2 separate regions of the Ovis aries genome follow, and region 1 is linked to region 2. Evidence: chromatin contacts called from public Hi-C data. All regions are on one chromosome and are shown on one strand. Each heading gives the region's core, a stretch centred on a gene start, on an enhancer-like site or on the middle of the called end of the contact. The rest is flanking DNA. Distances are from core to core; before and after follow the strand shown.

Region 1 (6,686 bases), core at 2,879-5,378, 42 kb after region 2:
GCCCTGTCAGTCCCTTCTAGTCTGACTCAATGGTAACTTGCTGTATTTGAATTTTTTATAGATGTATATACAGGGGTGGGGGTGGGGGGGTTCTCATTAAACGTCACCATTTCATGAGTCCTTGGAACAGACCCGCTTTGGGAAGGTAACCCTCACCCCAGGACCCCTCCCCTTCCAGGCCTGGAAGAGGGAAGAGGTGGGGAGGGGCAGGTCAGCTCCCAGGAGGAGGTGTCTGGGGTCGGGGCTTTCTGCTTCTGGTGGGGAGGGAGCACTCCCTGGAGGTCACGGGCGGAGTTGTGGGGAATGAAAGGTCCCAGCTGGCGAGGCAGCTCTCACCTGGGAATGTCCTGACAGCCCTTGCTTGCTTGCTTGTTTAGTTCCTCAGTCGTGTCCAACTCTCTGCAACCCCATGGACTGTAACCCACCAGGCTCCTCTATCCATGGGATTCCCCAGGCAAGAATACTGGAGTGGGTTCTAGTCAGCCCTGCAGGCTGCTAAGTCCTGGCAGGGCCGTGGCCTGTTAAGGGCTGTCTTCGGAGCTTCTGCATCCACAAGTGCCCAGGCCTGGCTTTACCCACAGGGCAGAGGGGCATGAAGGGGAGGAGATCAGGCTCCATCCTCTGAATGGAGGGCTTGTCATCCCTGCCAGCCAGGAGACACAGGCCAAGGTTCAGCCTGAACTCGGGGCTCTGTGTGCAGAGGGGCCTGAGCCTGGGCGGGCGGGGAGGTTGCCCGGAGGAGGCCACCTGGCATGTGACCTGGGACTTGACTCAGGACGGGGAGTGTGGACTGTGTGATCTACCCCGGTGTTAGGTTACAGCGAGGATTCGGTGTGAGTGGGAGAGGAGCGGGCTTTGGCTTCATACGGTGCTCAGTCTTTGGTGCAGCCCCATGCCCTGCTCACACCCACACCCTTCCAGTGCCCAGGCTGGGACTCCAGGTTCCCTTTGATTGCTCCTCAGAGGAGGAGCCTCAGGCTGCCCCAGGCCTGCTCAGGTCCAGTCCCGTTCTTGTCAGAGCCACCCCTCTGCAGCTCCTTGGCTGAGAAGGCCCAAGGCTGGGGCCAAGTTGGAAGGCACCTTTGGCCTAGGGGTAGGGGCACAGGGTTAGGCCAGAGCCCCAGCCAGAGAGCCAAGCCTGGCCGTGCTCTGGGCAGCTGGAGCAAGGAGAGAAGTGGAGTCAAAGCCGTGAACATGCAGGCCAGCGCACACTTCCCCCACCTCCACCCCCCAGCATGCACCAAGCCATACCACCACTGAGCCGCTGACCCCCGGGGCACACATGCAGCCCGGGTTTAAGCCCTCCTCCTCAAGCCAGGGTCAGGAAATGGGCATTTCATTGCTGGTCTCCATGCCCACCCGGGATGATGTCCTGGGAGGATGGATTCATGGTTCCAGGAGCACTGATGAGTCAGGCCTGGACAGGACTCTGGGTAGGTGAAGGCCTGAGAACAAATGGGCCCAGCCCTCCTCTAGCCTGGGCACTGGAGGACAAGGGGGCGTTCCAGGCTGGAGATGCTGTGGAAGGCAGAGGCCGGTGTCAGGCTAGAAACACCTGTGGTTTTTCAAGCCAGATAGCCCCAGCTGTATGAGCACGCTGCTCCTCATCGACAGGAAGGGGCTCCCAGGAAGAACCTCCTGAGAAGCGACTGTGGACCCATCTCTGTGTCCTGGATCCCCAGTGTCTGTCTGGTATCTGTGAGGTGAAGCTTGGGCCTGAAACCTGCATTCCAGGGGTGGAGGGCATAGGGGGGTCACCAACTCTTGAGAAGGACATTGTCTTCTCAAGGTTGGTCCAAGCCTCCCTCTTCCCTGTCCTGTGGTAGGAGGGCTATAGTAGGGGGTCTCAGGCGCATGCTCTTTCCTGCCTTGAGAGCCCTGGTCAGCCCTGACCCACCCACCGCCCACCCAAGGCTTGGGCATCATCAATCTGGTCTCCATTAGCAACATGGGAAAGCAATTATGTGGGGCCTGGGGAGGAGAAGGAAGGGAGGGGGCTTGCAGGAACCTCAGAGGCCGATGGAGAGGAGGATCAAGGCGTCTCCCTGACTCCATTCCCAACGGAGAGCCCCAGCCCCATCCCAAGCCCTTAGGGGGCTTCAGGGACAGTGTCCCCACATCTGACCAGACTGGACCCAGGCCCAGTGGTGGTCATCCCTCTTTGGGAGTCCTGATCCCCCATCTTGCAGAGGCTGCTCGCCTGGGGAGGGTCTTGGCTGCTGTCTGTGGCTGCCTCCTTAGGCTGGCTCTTCCGCATCCGTTATATCTCGTCGTGGTTCTGGGGAGCTGAGGACAGCCTTGGCATCAGTTTTTGGAGCTCAGTCAGAACCTGGAGAATTAAAACCCTGCTGGTGGAGGTGGGGGTGGGGCACTGCTGGGGGAGATTTGGATCCCACCCCACAGAGCAAGCAGCCCAGCCTTTTAGCTCACTAGTTCTTGCTCTCTCAAGGGGCACGGGAACCTTCCTTTGTGCCATTCCTGTAGCACTACCTTGTCTGCCCATCATCTCTCTGAACCCATTCTATGCCTATGTCTCTGTCCCATGCCTATCTCTGAACCTTTGTTCTGGTCTCTATCCTTGTGTTTCTCTCTGTATGTCTCGTGTGTCTGCTGCCCTCTTTGTCTTTCTAGCCATCTCTTTCTCTCTCTCCATCCCTGTCTTTGCCTCTGTCCCTTCTCTCTCTCTCTCAGTCTTGTCTTTTCCTGCTTCCCTCCCTCTGTCCCTGTGGGTCTGTCCCCATTGCTCAGTCTCCGTGTCTCTCCCTGTGTGTCTGTCTCTGCGTATGTATATCTCCAGCCCCAGCTGTGTGTCTCTCTTCCTTCTTCCAGACTCTGGCATCCATTCCCTCTCTCTGCCTCTCTCTCCGTGTTCCTGTCCTGGTCCAGACCCCAGCCCCTGGCTGCCATGCCTCCCTGGCCTGAGCCAGGGGCTGTCCTGGCTTCTGCTGCCCCCTCTCGGCTGCCTGCCCACCCTTCATCCTCCCGGGCAGTCAGTGATCAGTGCAGGCATCCCATGCCTGCCTCTCAGCCGCCGGCCAGGAGAGGGAGGTGGTCAGGAGACTGCAGGCAGGAATACCTCCATGCAACCCCTGGCATTGAGAACTCCCTAAAGCTCACTAACTCCCTAGGCTGGGGCTCTGAGAAAGCTTATCTTCACATGTAAAGAATAGGATACTTGCTCCAAAGCCAGCCCTGGGGCCGGCATCTGTGTGTCTGTGTCTTGAGATCCATGTGTTCACTATGCCCAGAGCTACTGAACATGGACAGGTAGAGACAGAACCTTCAAGAGCTAGCACCTACCTGGGGATGTAGGGCTAAAGCCTGGAAGGACTGGAGTTCAATCCTCACCCCTCTTCTCAGAGGAGGGCAGAGAGGAGGGAGGTCTGAGGAGAGAAGTCTGATGGAGCTCGTCTGAGGAGGGAGGCTGGAAGGGAGGCTGACAGTCACTCTGATGGGGAAGGCTAATCTGGAGGTGAGTGGGTCTGAGAGGGCCTGTAGACAAGACTGGTCTGAGGGAGGCTGGCCTGGGACACTTGCTGCTGAAGAGATCTTGTTTGGAAGGGCCAGTGTGAGGGCCTAGGCCGATCCAGAGATTTCCAAAGGGACCAGTCTGAGGAGGGTCTACTCTGAAGACACAAGGGTCTGAGAACAGGACCAACTAGCCCTAGTTTGCCTGGGACTTTCCCAGGTTTAGCACTGAATACCCCCTCATTTCCAGGAAAATAGAATAGTTGGTCACTCTATTTGAGAAAGTCTTGGCCAACAGCACTGGTCTGATGGGAGAGGCCTGTCTATGAGCAAGCGATCCAAAGGAGCCCGGTCTGATAGTGCCTGAGGTCTGAGGGGAGAGGTTGCTCAAGGCTAGAAGCTTCTTTGAGCAGGAGAAAGGGACGACAGAGAAAGAGATGGTTGGATGGTATCACCGACTCAATGGACATGAGTTTGAGCAAGCTCTGGGAGATGTTGATGGACAGGAAAGCCTGGCGTGCTGCAGTCCATGGGGTCGCAAAGAGTTGGACGCGACTGAGCGACTGACCAACGACAAAGGCCCTGAAGGGAGTGGACGATTTGGGTCCTTCCAGAGGGCAATGGCTTGGGGAGTGGCCACCAGGGGGCAGGGCAAGCTCTCAAGAGAATCAGATCCAAAGGCTCCAGAGGGAGCCAGACAGTGTGGGGCTGTGTGAAGGGTGCCCGCAACATCGCAGACATGTCTGTGTGATGCTGTGCAGCTGTGCAGTCATGTTTTGGTGTGGCTGGGTGAGCAGGGGCACGTCTGTGATGTGGCAGCATGTGCCCAGTGCGGCTGCAGCTGAGGCCTTGTGCGTGGCTATAGGGGATGGAGCAGGAGTCTCTTGGGGCACCTGGACAGGGAGGCTGTGGGTGGGCCATCAGAGAAGTTTCCCTGGGAGGAGCTGAGATGGGGAGGAGAGGTGGACCCAGGCTTCCCCATCTGTGCCCGCGCCTGCACACCAGAGGATCCTTGAGAGTGCAGACACTGAGTGCTTTGGTCACGCACAGGGGCAGTCCCCAGGCTAGTCTGCATGCCTTGGCCCTGCCTGCCCTCCTCTCCAGTGTCTCCCCTCCTGCTACCTTCAGCTGGTGCTGCTCCAGCTGAACACCCCACACCCATCCCACTGCACCCCGTTCCTCCATCACTGTTTCTAGTGCTCCTATCTCCATGTCTTGGTTCCTGCTGTTCCCTACCAAATATCTCTTCTGATGCTGCCTCTGTGAAACACTCCCTGCTCATCCCTCTTCACAGTGGGCTGGGTACCCACTCTGTGCAGAGGCCTAGTTCTGTGGACCCCAGTCTCACCACTGGGACCTAAGAGTCATGGGGATGGGGCTGGTAGGATCTTGTCCATAGTTGGGGGCGGGGGGGGGCGGGGTCCGTCAGGGGAGAGGCATGGACCAAACAAGGCCGGGAATCTCCGAGTTAGGACAGCAAAGAGACGTCACCATCGCAGAATCACTCCACTTGGTCTTACCCTCCACTAACAAACTGAACAAAAGCCAAAACAAACCAAAACAAAAATGCTGTTACAAGCTCAAGTCCAACCAAACAAGGAAGTTCTTTTTATAAACCTTCAAATGCGATAGCCAAGGAAAGGAACAGAAGATTCTGAAGCAGTGCGTGAGTGGTATGTCTCCTAACCCCATGGCCAAAAGTAGCACTGAGAAAAGGCGAGTCAACAGAACACCAAGAATTCTCACTAATACACTGTAATCTGAGAGAAGTGGACTGTTGAGTGAGTAGGTAGCCTCAGGGAAAATCTGGGGGAGCGGCTGGGGGGGGGGAGAGAAATGCTTTGTAAATGTGCATGCGTGCTAGGTTGCTTCAGTCAGTCTGCAACTCTATGGACCTGTCAGGCTCCTTTGTCCATGGGATTTTCCAGGCAAAAATACTGGAGTGGGTTTCTCTGCCCTCCTCCAGGGGATCTTCCTGCTGTATTCGTCCATGAGACCTCAGGAGAGGCAGGAAGAGGTGCTATGGCTTGGTATCTTCCAGAGTACTGGTCTGAGGCTGGGGGCTCCAAAGCTATAGGATGGGGAGTGCACCACCCACTAGCTGCAGCAGGATCTCTAACAAGGCCTCAGAGAGGCAGCGCTCAGGCCCCATTAAGGTCAGCAGGCAGCCCCACCCAAGCCACCTTCAGGCCACAGAGATGGGGTGGGTGGACTTGAAAGCAATAGCCAGCTTTTAAACCATAGCTCCCAGGGGAAGATAAAATGGTCCAGACAAGATGAGCAGGCATTTGACTCCAGAGCAAGGAGAGGTCTGCTGAATGTGAATGTGGCAGATATAAGAGGAAAGGAAAGAGCATGGCCTCTAGGCACATGGATCATAGCTGTGACATAGGTGGGAAGGAAGGGAAGGAGGCAGGGAAAGAAAGGAACAGGAGGACAGAAGGCAAAAACAAGATAAACAGCCCAATCTAGAAGAAAACACAACCAAAGGAATAAAGGCAGACTTCTGGCAAGTTCTTCCTGTTAGGGAAGGCTGTAATAATAGTATGAAATCAATAAAACAGGAACCCAAAGACAGGATGATAAAACAACAATGAGATGAAAGAGAGATCACAGAAGCAAGGAAAAATAATAAAGGACCCAAACAGTACCATTACAGATGTAACAAATAAACCAGAAACAGCAAAGCACAGAATGGATATGACTGGACAGCAAAGTAATGTGTAGGAAAGACTTGAAATACCAAGAGTAAATGTAAAGACATTCAAGCAATTAGAGTGAAGGACAAAGACAAGCTACCATAGCATAATTAGCAGCCCTAAAGCTGAGGTTCCAAAAATGGAACAGCAAGAGTTATTAAGGTATGAAACACAGGAAGGCTTCCCCTGAAATGAAACAAGAACTGAATATTCAGATTGAAAGTGCACACCATATGCTAGAAGAATTGATACGGAATAGCATTGACATTAAGACACACTGATTTAGTAACCAAACTTAGAGGATAAAATAAGAATACTTGAGAAATCTAGGCAGAAAAAGCAAGTCATGTCAGTGGAGGGGAAATTCAGTCTGAACTCAGATCTCTCCAAGGTAACATTCATCAAACGAAGATAATGAAACAAAATCTACAAAATTCTGAGGGTAAAAAAATGTCATCCCCCAAAACATAATGAACCAAGGAGTTGATCTCAATCATGAATTTAGGGATACAGAACTCA
Region 2 (7,248 bases), core at 3,310-5,809:
TCTGCCTGGGCCTGGGCAGCCCAGGCAGATACTCAAAAGCTATTGTGAAAAATTGAGTCTGAGCTGCAGAATGGGTGGTGGTGATGGCGGGGTGGGGGCGGGGGGACACAGACAGTCTCTCCTCTCCTCTTAGACTCCTAACTGTCAGCAGTTTCCTAAGCCTTAATCCTTCCTCCTTTCGGGGATTTCATTCCCCAGTCCCAAGGTCTCAGGTTGCCCTCAAACTTCCTTCTTAGCAAAACAGGAGGAACTGGGGTTAGACTGGAGTTAGAACTTCCAACTAAGGAGGAAGGAAGGATACCAAAGGCGATGGGGGAGCCTTGGATCTATTTGAATAACTTAGAATTCTGATAGAATATGTTGGGAACCGTAGGCAGCGAATGTGAGGGGGCCCGGGGCAAGAGCAAAAGCATCTCTTTCTCACAGCGGCTTTAGAGAACCCCAGTGAGGACGAAGAGGAGATGGCTCCAGAAAACTGGGGGCAATTCCCGGCTGAATACTTAAGTACCCCATTATGGCTTCAGCCCTAACCCCTTCTCTACCTTTAGGGAATCTGCTCTTTTCCGGTGCCAGAGAGTAAAGGGGTCAGAGTACACTCAGGTGGCGATCCAGATTCCAGAAGGGGGTGGTCTGCAGGGGGTGTTGTAAATGGGCCCTAGGTGGTGTCCCAGGGTGTTGAGTGAGTCATCTCTGGGGGGCTGAGCTGGACCCTGAGCGTGCTGGGGGGGCTGGTGCTCCAGGCCCCCCTCCCTGGCTCGGCCTGGGGCTATGTCGGATCGGGTTTCTCGGCGCCTGGAGCCTCCGCGAGGCCGAGCTGTTCCCGGGCCCCGGCCAAGCCGCCCCGGGCGCTGGCACTGTGTGAGGAAGCAGGAGGGGGGTGAGGGGGAGCAAGGGAGGGCTGCGAGGGCGTTTACGTAACTGCCTCTGGGAGCCCGCCCCGACCTGCCAAACCCCACTGTGGGACTTTGTGTGATTGAGAGCGTGTGTGACTGCGTGTGCGCCACGTGGTGTGACTGAGTACTTGGTTGTGTGGGTGACCGTGTCTATGTGTGGTGCGGTGTGTAAGTGTGTGATTCCAGGAGTTCGGTCCTTGAGACCTCTAACTCCCAGCCCCAGGCAGGGGTCCCGGACTCCCAGTGTGCCATAGTGAGGTTCAATATACACATTTCACTCTTTGAGACTAGGTATGTAACATGATGGGCTTTCCAGGTGGCGCTAGTGGTAAAGAACCTACCAGCCAATGCCGGAGACATCAGAGACCTGGGTTCGATCCCTGGGTCAGGAAGATCCGCTGCAGAAGGGCATGGCAACCCACTCCAGTATTCTTGTCTGGAGAATCCAATGGACAGAGGAGCCTAGTGGGCTACAGTCCTCGAGGTTGCAAAGAGTTGGACACGAAAAGAGTCACGACAGAGTGACTTAGCATGCACGGACATGTGATTTTAAATAAGGTGTGCCCAGCATTTGGAGGTAAGGCAGTCTGGGTGTGTATTTGTGATTTTGGGTAGCCAGGTATGTGCCCCAAGGTGGACCTTTCTGATGGTATAACAGGTTAGAAATAAGCACCATTTCCTGAAGGAGCACTGGAAAATGTAGATGGGGTGGGGGCTCTCTTTCCTTGAGGACAAAGGAATCGGAAAGGGTCCTTGCCACCCAAAGGCTTGGCATGGCACAGCTATCTCCAGGGAAAGGGGGGTGGATGGGAGGTGGTCCAAGTGTAGGTCAGGATGGAGGAGGGTGGAGCCAAAAGTTTTTCATGGTAGCCATAAAACTCTGAGGAGTTTTACAGAGTCAGGGAGAACCCCCACCTCCAATTTCCCAAGGCCTTCCAGAATGCTCAAATCTGTAATCCCCGTCTCTTGCAGAGCACTAGGGCTCTGAACTGGGGACGTTATTCCCTGCTGACCCATAGGAGAGGCAGATGGTGAAGATGGCGTGGGGTTGGGGGAGGGGGTCAGCAAAGTGGGATGTGGCTTAAGGATAAGTGGGCATGAAAGAGAAGGGGAATGATGTAGAGCTGGGGCTACCAGGGATAGGGACGCCTATTAAAGCCGGAGAGGAGACAGGTCCAGCTCCTGCAAGGGATTCGAAGAGCCACCGACGAGGCTCGGCTTTGCCGCCAGGGAGATATGGTAAAGGAGGGTTCAACACGGAGGCTTAGAAAGCTCAGAAGCTCGTTTGCAGACAGGGCACTGGAGCCAGCAGGAGCAGAAAAGCACGAGTAATCTGTTGCCCCAGCCGAGACGCAAGGCGAATCTCTTCTGGACCAGGTGGCAGGGGCAGGTGGGAGACAGGGGCCGCACCCTCGTTGCTCGTTTAGGAGGACGCTGCTGCCTCTTTGCCGGAGCTGCGGCTTGAGCGGGAACGCGCCTCCCGCACTGCTCGCCAGGTGTCGCTGCGGCCCTGGGGAAGCGGGCGCGGCCGCTGGGTACTGCGTCGCGAGAAGCTGCAGATAGACCGACGGTGGAATCCGTTTCGACGTGCGCCTCTGGTCCTCGCTAATCCTCGGAAACAGCGATTTACCTGGCTGCCGGACCCCGGTTACCCCGCCCGGTTAACAGCACCCGCGGGCTTGGGCACGACCTATGGCACCCCAGGGCCCCCAGGTGGGGAGGGCACGTTGGTCAGGGGCGGATCTCCCCTCCGATCTCAACCTGGCAGAAAGCTGCTGAGTCCAGGACACGGGAAGGTCTGGAGGTCAAGTCAGCCCACCAAGAACCCCTCAGATCTCGACGCCAGACTGCGCCTCGAGGGGAGGGGCGCCCCCCGCCTCAGCATCCAACCTCTCCCAGGCCTAGTTTCGGCACAGAAGGAGAGGCAATTCCTGACACCCCCCCCCCACCGCCGCCTCCCTCACCCCCAGATTCTGTCGCACCATTTCCACTCCTTCCCGGTGCCCACCACCCTGTCTCCGCCCGCGACGTGGGTACTTGAAGGCTCCTTATCCAGAGAGGCCAGATAGAAGACACCTACTGTGGGTGGGCGTGAGCTGATTTCGGCTGGAAGTCACTATTTCTCCGTGTGTCCCTAAGCCCCAGCTGGCCCTCTCTGAGCCCCAGCCCCGGCTGACCCCTGCTGGTTGCACTGATGGGATCCTGCGGCCACGGAAGTAAAAGTGAAAAGCCCGAGCAGTAGCAGGAAGGTTTTTTCCTCTGCAATGGGAGTCCCTGAGGCATTTGTTGGGAAAAGGGCCCGGGCGCTCTGGGCAGCCTACTAGGAAAGGGTGTGAGGAAGTAGCGAGATACTTCCTTCCCCCTCTTCCCCGCCCGCAAACCTCGCACAGCTCCCCGGAGGGGCCAGGCAGCTGGGATTATGGGTCAAAGGTCAGATGAAAAATCCAAGGGGTGGGGATGGGGGTGGGCCACTCGTTCTCCGCCCCCTGGCATTCACCCTTTCTGTGGCGCTCTCCTGTGGCCTCAGAAGTAGTCCGGTTGTCTAACCTGAATGCCTCCCTGTAATAGCCAGACCCCTAGGCCCCGGGGCGCGGGAAGTGAGCACACCAGCCCGCCAGAGGCCCAGGCTGCGAAAGGGAAGCTCGAGGGGTGAACCTCCAGCGCCCAACTCTGGCACTCGCGCTCTGGCACTGCCGACCCGGGCAAAAAGGGCGCACTCCCTACATCCCGCATCCCAGTGGCGGTCAATCCCAGGCTGTGTGTCCGGGGATGAGTTAGGTGATGGTGAAGGAGAGGGGAAAGGGGTAGTTGTGGTGTATCACCGGAAATTTGATGGGAGGGGAGGGCCTGGGTTTTCAGCCTGGTCCACTTCGGGTCGTGCGAGCAAACAGTCCCCCTTCCTTCGATGTGAGGGGTGTACGTGTCTAAGACTGGGAGAGGGGGCGTCGTTGCTGGGGGCGGTAGGAGATCTGGGAGGGGCGGAGGCGGCTGGCCTCTCCGGCCCAAAGTAGGGCCTGGGGGCTCCTGCTCCAGCTCTTCTCACGGAGATGCTGGCGGGAGGACCCTGAGAGTTGGCCCCGGGTGTGCCAGGGTGTCCGTGCGAGGCACTAAGGGCTCGAACTTGCGGGAGTGTGCGTCGCGGAGACCTGGCCAAGGCTGAGCGAACGAGGGAGTGTGAATGAGCGACCCTGGGGGATTGGATGCGCTCCCAGCGGCCCTGGGGAATCCGGCCGAGTGGGTGTGGGTGTGGGTGTGCGCGCGTTTCTGAGACCCGCGGTCCCGGCTGCGCGTGAAGCACGGGGACTACAGCCGTCTGGAGGGCGTTCCCGAGAGACGGTGAAGGCGAGGGGGCCACGCGTGCCAGTGCGGGCGAGTGTGCCCGCGGGGGGAGGGCGGGAGCCAGCCTGAGTGAGGGGGAGTGGGGTCTCACAGGCCTGCGCAGGATGACTGTGCCCGCGCGTGCCAGGAGCGGGAGCGTGCCACGGCGGGGGCGCGCGGGGGCCGTGGTCGGGAGGGGGTCGCGGCGCGCGGCCGCAGAGGCGCGGGGAGACAAGGAGGGAGGGGGAGGGGAGCGAGGGCGCGCGCGGCCGGGCGGGCGCCCGCGGTCACATGGGCGAAGGAAGGAGGGAGGGAGCGCGCGAGGGAGGGAGGAGGATGGGGGGGGTTAAAGCCGCCGAGCGCCGAGGAGCCGGTGCAGAGCGGGCGGCGGCGGCAGCGGAGGCGGCGGCTCCAGCCGGCGCAGCGCGGGGCTCGGCGGCGGGATCCGGCGGCGGTGCTAGCTCCGCGCTCCCTGCCTCTCTCCCTGCCGGAGGCGGTCGAAGAGCTAGGTGCGGAGCCCCGGCGGCCCGAGAGCGCGGTGAGTACCTCGCGCGGAGTGCGCGCGGCCGGACCCTCAAACCCTCAGGTTGACCGACAGATCCGCGGCCCTCGTGCGCGCGGGAAGAGGGAGGGGATGTGCATGGGCCCGAGACTGGGGTGGGGGGGACAAGAAAGTTCACGGGAAACTTTGCCCGTAAACTCGGGGGCGGGGGCGCAGAAGAAGCAGCCCCCCACGTCCGGGCGCGCCGGGGGTTGGGCGTGGTGGTGGTGGGGCGGACAGTCGGCCGGCGGGAGGTGGCAGGGATCGATTGCCCTAGCACCGGGTTCTCCCTGACCTCTCAACGTCGCGCGCAGGGTCTGGGAAAATTCCGGAGCTGGGGGGTCGTAGTGACCCCCGCGCGCCCAGAGGCGGCTTCCTTCTCCAGCAGAAATCTGGACTTGAAAGCGCCCAGGGGTGTGAACGGAAGGTTGCGCGTCCGCCAGTATATGGGTGTCCATGAGAATCCGCTTGTGTGTGTGTGTGTGTGTGTCGGCGCGAGCCTGCCTGTGGTTTCCTCGTGAGTCCGCCTGGATGTATCTCCGTTTAGTGGGTCTCCTCCAGAATCTCTTTGTAAGTGCTCCCGTGTTGTGTGTCCGTGTGAGTCCGCCTGCGGTGTATCCCCGCCTCTTTGTGAGTCTGCCGGTGTGTGTCTTCCCCTAGTGCGGCTCTGCTGGAGCCAGCCTGGGTGTCCCTGTGCTGCTCGGAGTAGTGTAGCACCCGGTGCGTGGGGGCTGGGCTGCGGGGAGGTCACCAGACGGACAGCTCTCCTCCTCGGCTCCGAGCCTCTCCTCTCCCAAGCCTCTCTTCCAGCGCTAGATCTCGCGCTCGCCCGCTCCCTTGGCCCCCTCCCCCCGTCAGTAGCTTCAGGCAGGCAGGACTATTTCACGCCTTGTTGAAAATTCAGGATTTTCTTTCTCTTTCCGTCTAGTCTCTCTCTTTTGAGAAGTGTCTGTGTGGCTGGCAGTGTTGTGTCTGCAACACTGGGTGTGTGTGTGCATGCCGCTGGAGAAGTGTGTCTGTAACGCTATTTGCTTTGCCTGTAGTACTTAATGTAATTGTGTCTGTGTCACTGGGGGTATTCCTGTGGCTGTAATCACGGAGGTGGTGGGTGTATGAAATGCTGGGTGTGTTTGTGCATCTGTAATTGCTGTTTGTTGGGGGGTCTGAAACACTGAGTGCATTTTTGTGTGTCTAACTCTGGGTATGATTGTGTACCAATGCATGTATGGGGATGATGGAGCTTGAACAATTAGATGTTTCTATGGCTGTATGGCTAGCCAGAGCTTGGTAGGTGGAGGGGACTGTGTCTCCATAGATTCTGCATACCTGTTCCACTGCCAAAATCCACACAGATCCTCTGGGCTGGTTCTTAGGGCTCCTGGTCGGGATTGGTGCCATGCAGCTCAGGTTCACTCACACTCCATCACGGTTGATACTCCGACTGGGACCCTGAGCCTTATGTGAAAAGTAGGAGTTTAAAGTTCACGTGCAAGACTTCTAGAGGCTCTGGAATTTATACTCAGCTTCGTACTGGGACAGTTAAACTCATATGGACTCACACTCAGAATTACCACAGGACGGTGGACTTCCACTCAGATTCACACTTATATTCTGGTCATATCCAGTGATATATTTCAGTCCTGGAGTTTACACTCAGACTCACATTGGGACTCTAGGCTCACACTCTAGATTCACATTTCTGTCCTGAGGCTCATAGGCTAATACTGAGACCTAGACCCCAAGCTCAGAACTCCCAGAGGTCCTAAGGCTCACACTGGGACTCACACTGGCACCATGGAGCTTTCTCAGATTCACACATTCTAGGGCTCACACCCAGACTCACTTGGGGAACCAGGGGTTCATTTGAGCTCAAGGACTCACATAGGACATTGGGTTTCATACATGCATGCTCACATCTTGGAGTTCACACTCAGATTCACACTAGGACACGCAAGATACTCACTTCCATCCTGGGATCACTTAGGGACCCATACTTATAAAGGGACCCCAGTGCTCATGCTCAGACTCACATGGGGAACCTTAGCTAACACTCAGAAAGCCCCGAAGACCAGGGGCTCACATGAACACTAGGACTCTTGCCTGTACTGACTTGTTTGGGAATCCTGGGGCTCACAGTTAGACTCCCATTTCAGCCCTGGGGCTTATAGTCATATGCACAATGAGACCAGCATTCACACTCAAACCTAAACTTCCATCTTGGTGTTCACACTCAGACTGACATCCCTGGTAGTTACATTAAACTTGCTTCCATCCTGGGGCTTAGATTCAGACCCCACGGCTCACATTCAGACTGGTACTTGCAACCTGAGGCTTTCATATTCACATGGAAACCCTGGGATTCACACTTAAAATCACACTAAGTTAGCTTTCCATTCTGGGACACTCAAACCCACATTAGGATTATGTTCACACTCCCAGGGGAACTTAGAACTCACAGTTCAACTCACCCATGCTTTCACTGGTTTATGGTATGTC

The links. Hi-C and Micro-C count contacts between places; a contact is called where the count stands out from the background.
Region 1: a Hi-C map of hypothalamus shows a contact between it and region 2, with 3 times the contacts expected there. The contact joins the enhancer-like site here to the promoter of CNTFR in region 2. A contact is called at or near these places in 6 of 16 Hi-C or Micro-C datasets (hypothalamus, liver, omental adipose tissue and 2 more).

What each region holds. Positions count from the first base shown.
Region 1 is chr2:37,013,808-37,020,493 of ARS-UI_Ramb_v3.0, forward strand. It overlaps CNTFR (ciliary neurotrophic factor receptor), which reads left to right. Exons shown (of 13, transcript XM_060410884.1): 12 at 1-6,686. Among named protein-coding and RNA genes, the nearest start is that of TRNAG-CCC, 16 kb to the right of the region's middle. Within about 2 kb of position 4,129, at least 19 of the 54 cell types and tissues checked have an H3K27ac peak or open chromatin away from gene starts, as enhancers often do. A contact at or near this core is called in hypothalamus, where this site is marked.
Region 2 is chr2:36,971,516-36,978,763 of ARS-UI_Ramb_v3.0, forward strand. It overlaps CNTFR (ciliary neurotrophic factor receptor), which reads left to right and starts at 4,560. Exons shown (of 13, transcript XM_060410884.1): 1 at 4,560-4,749.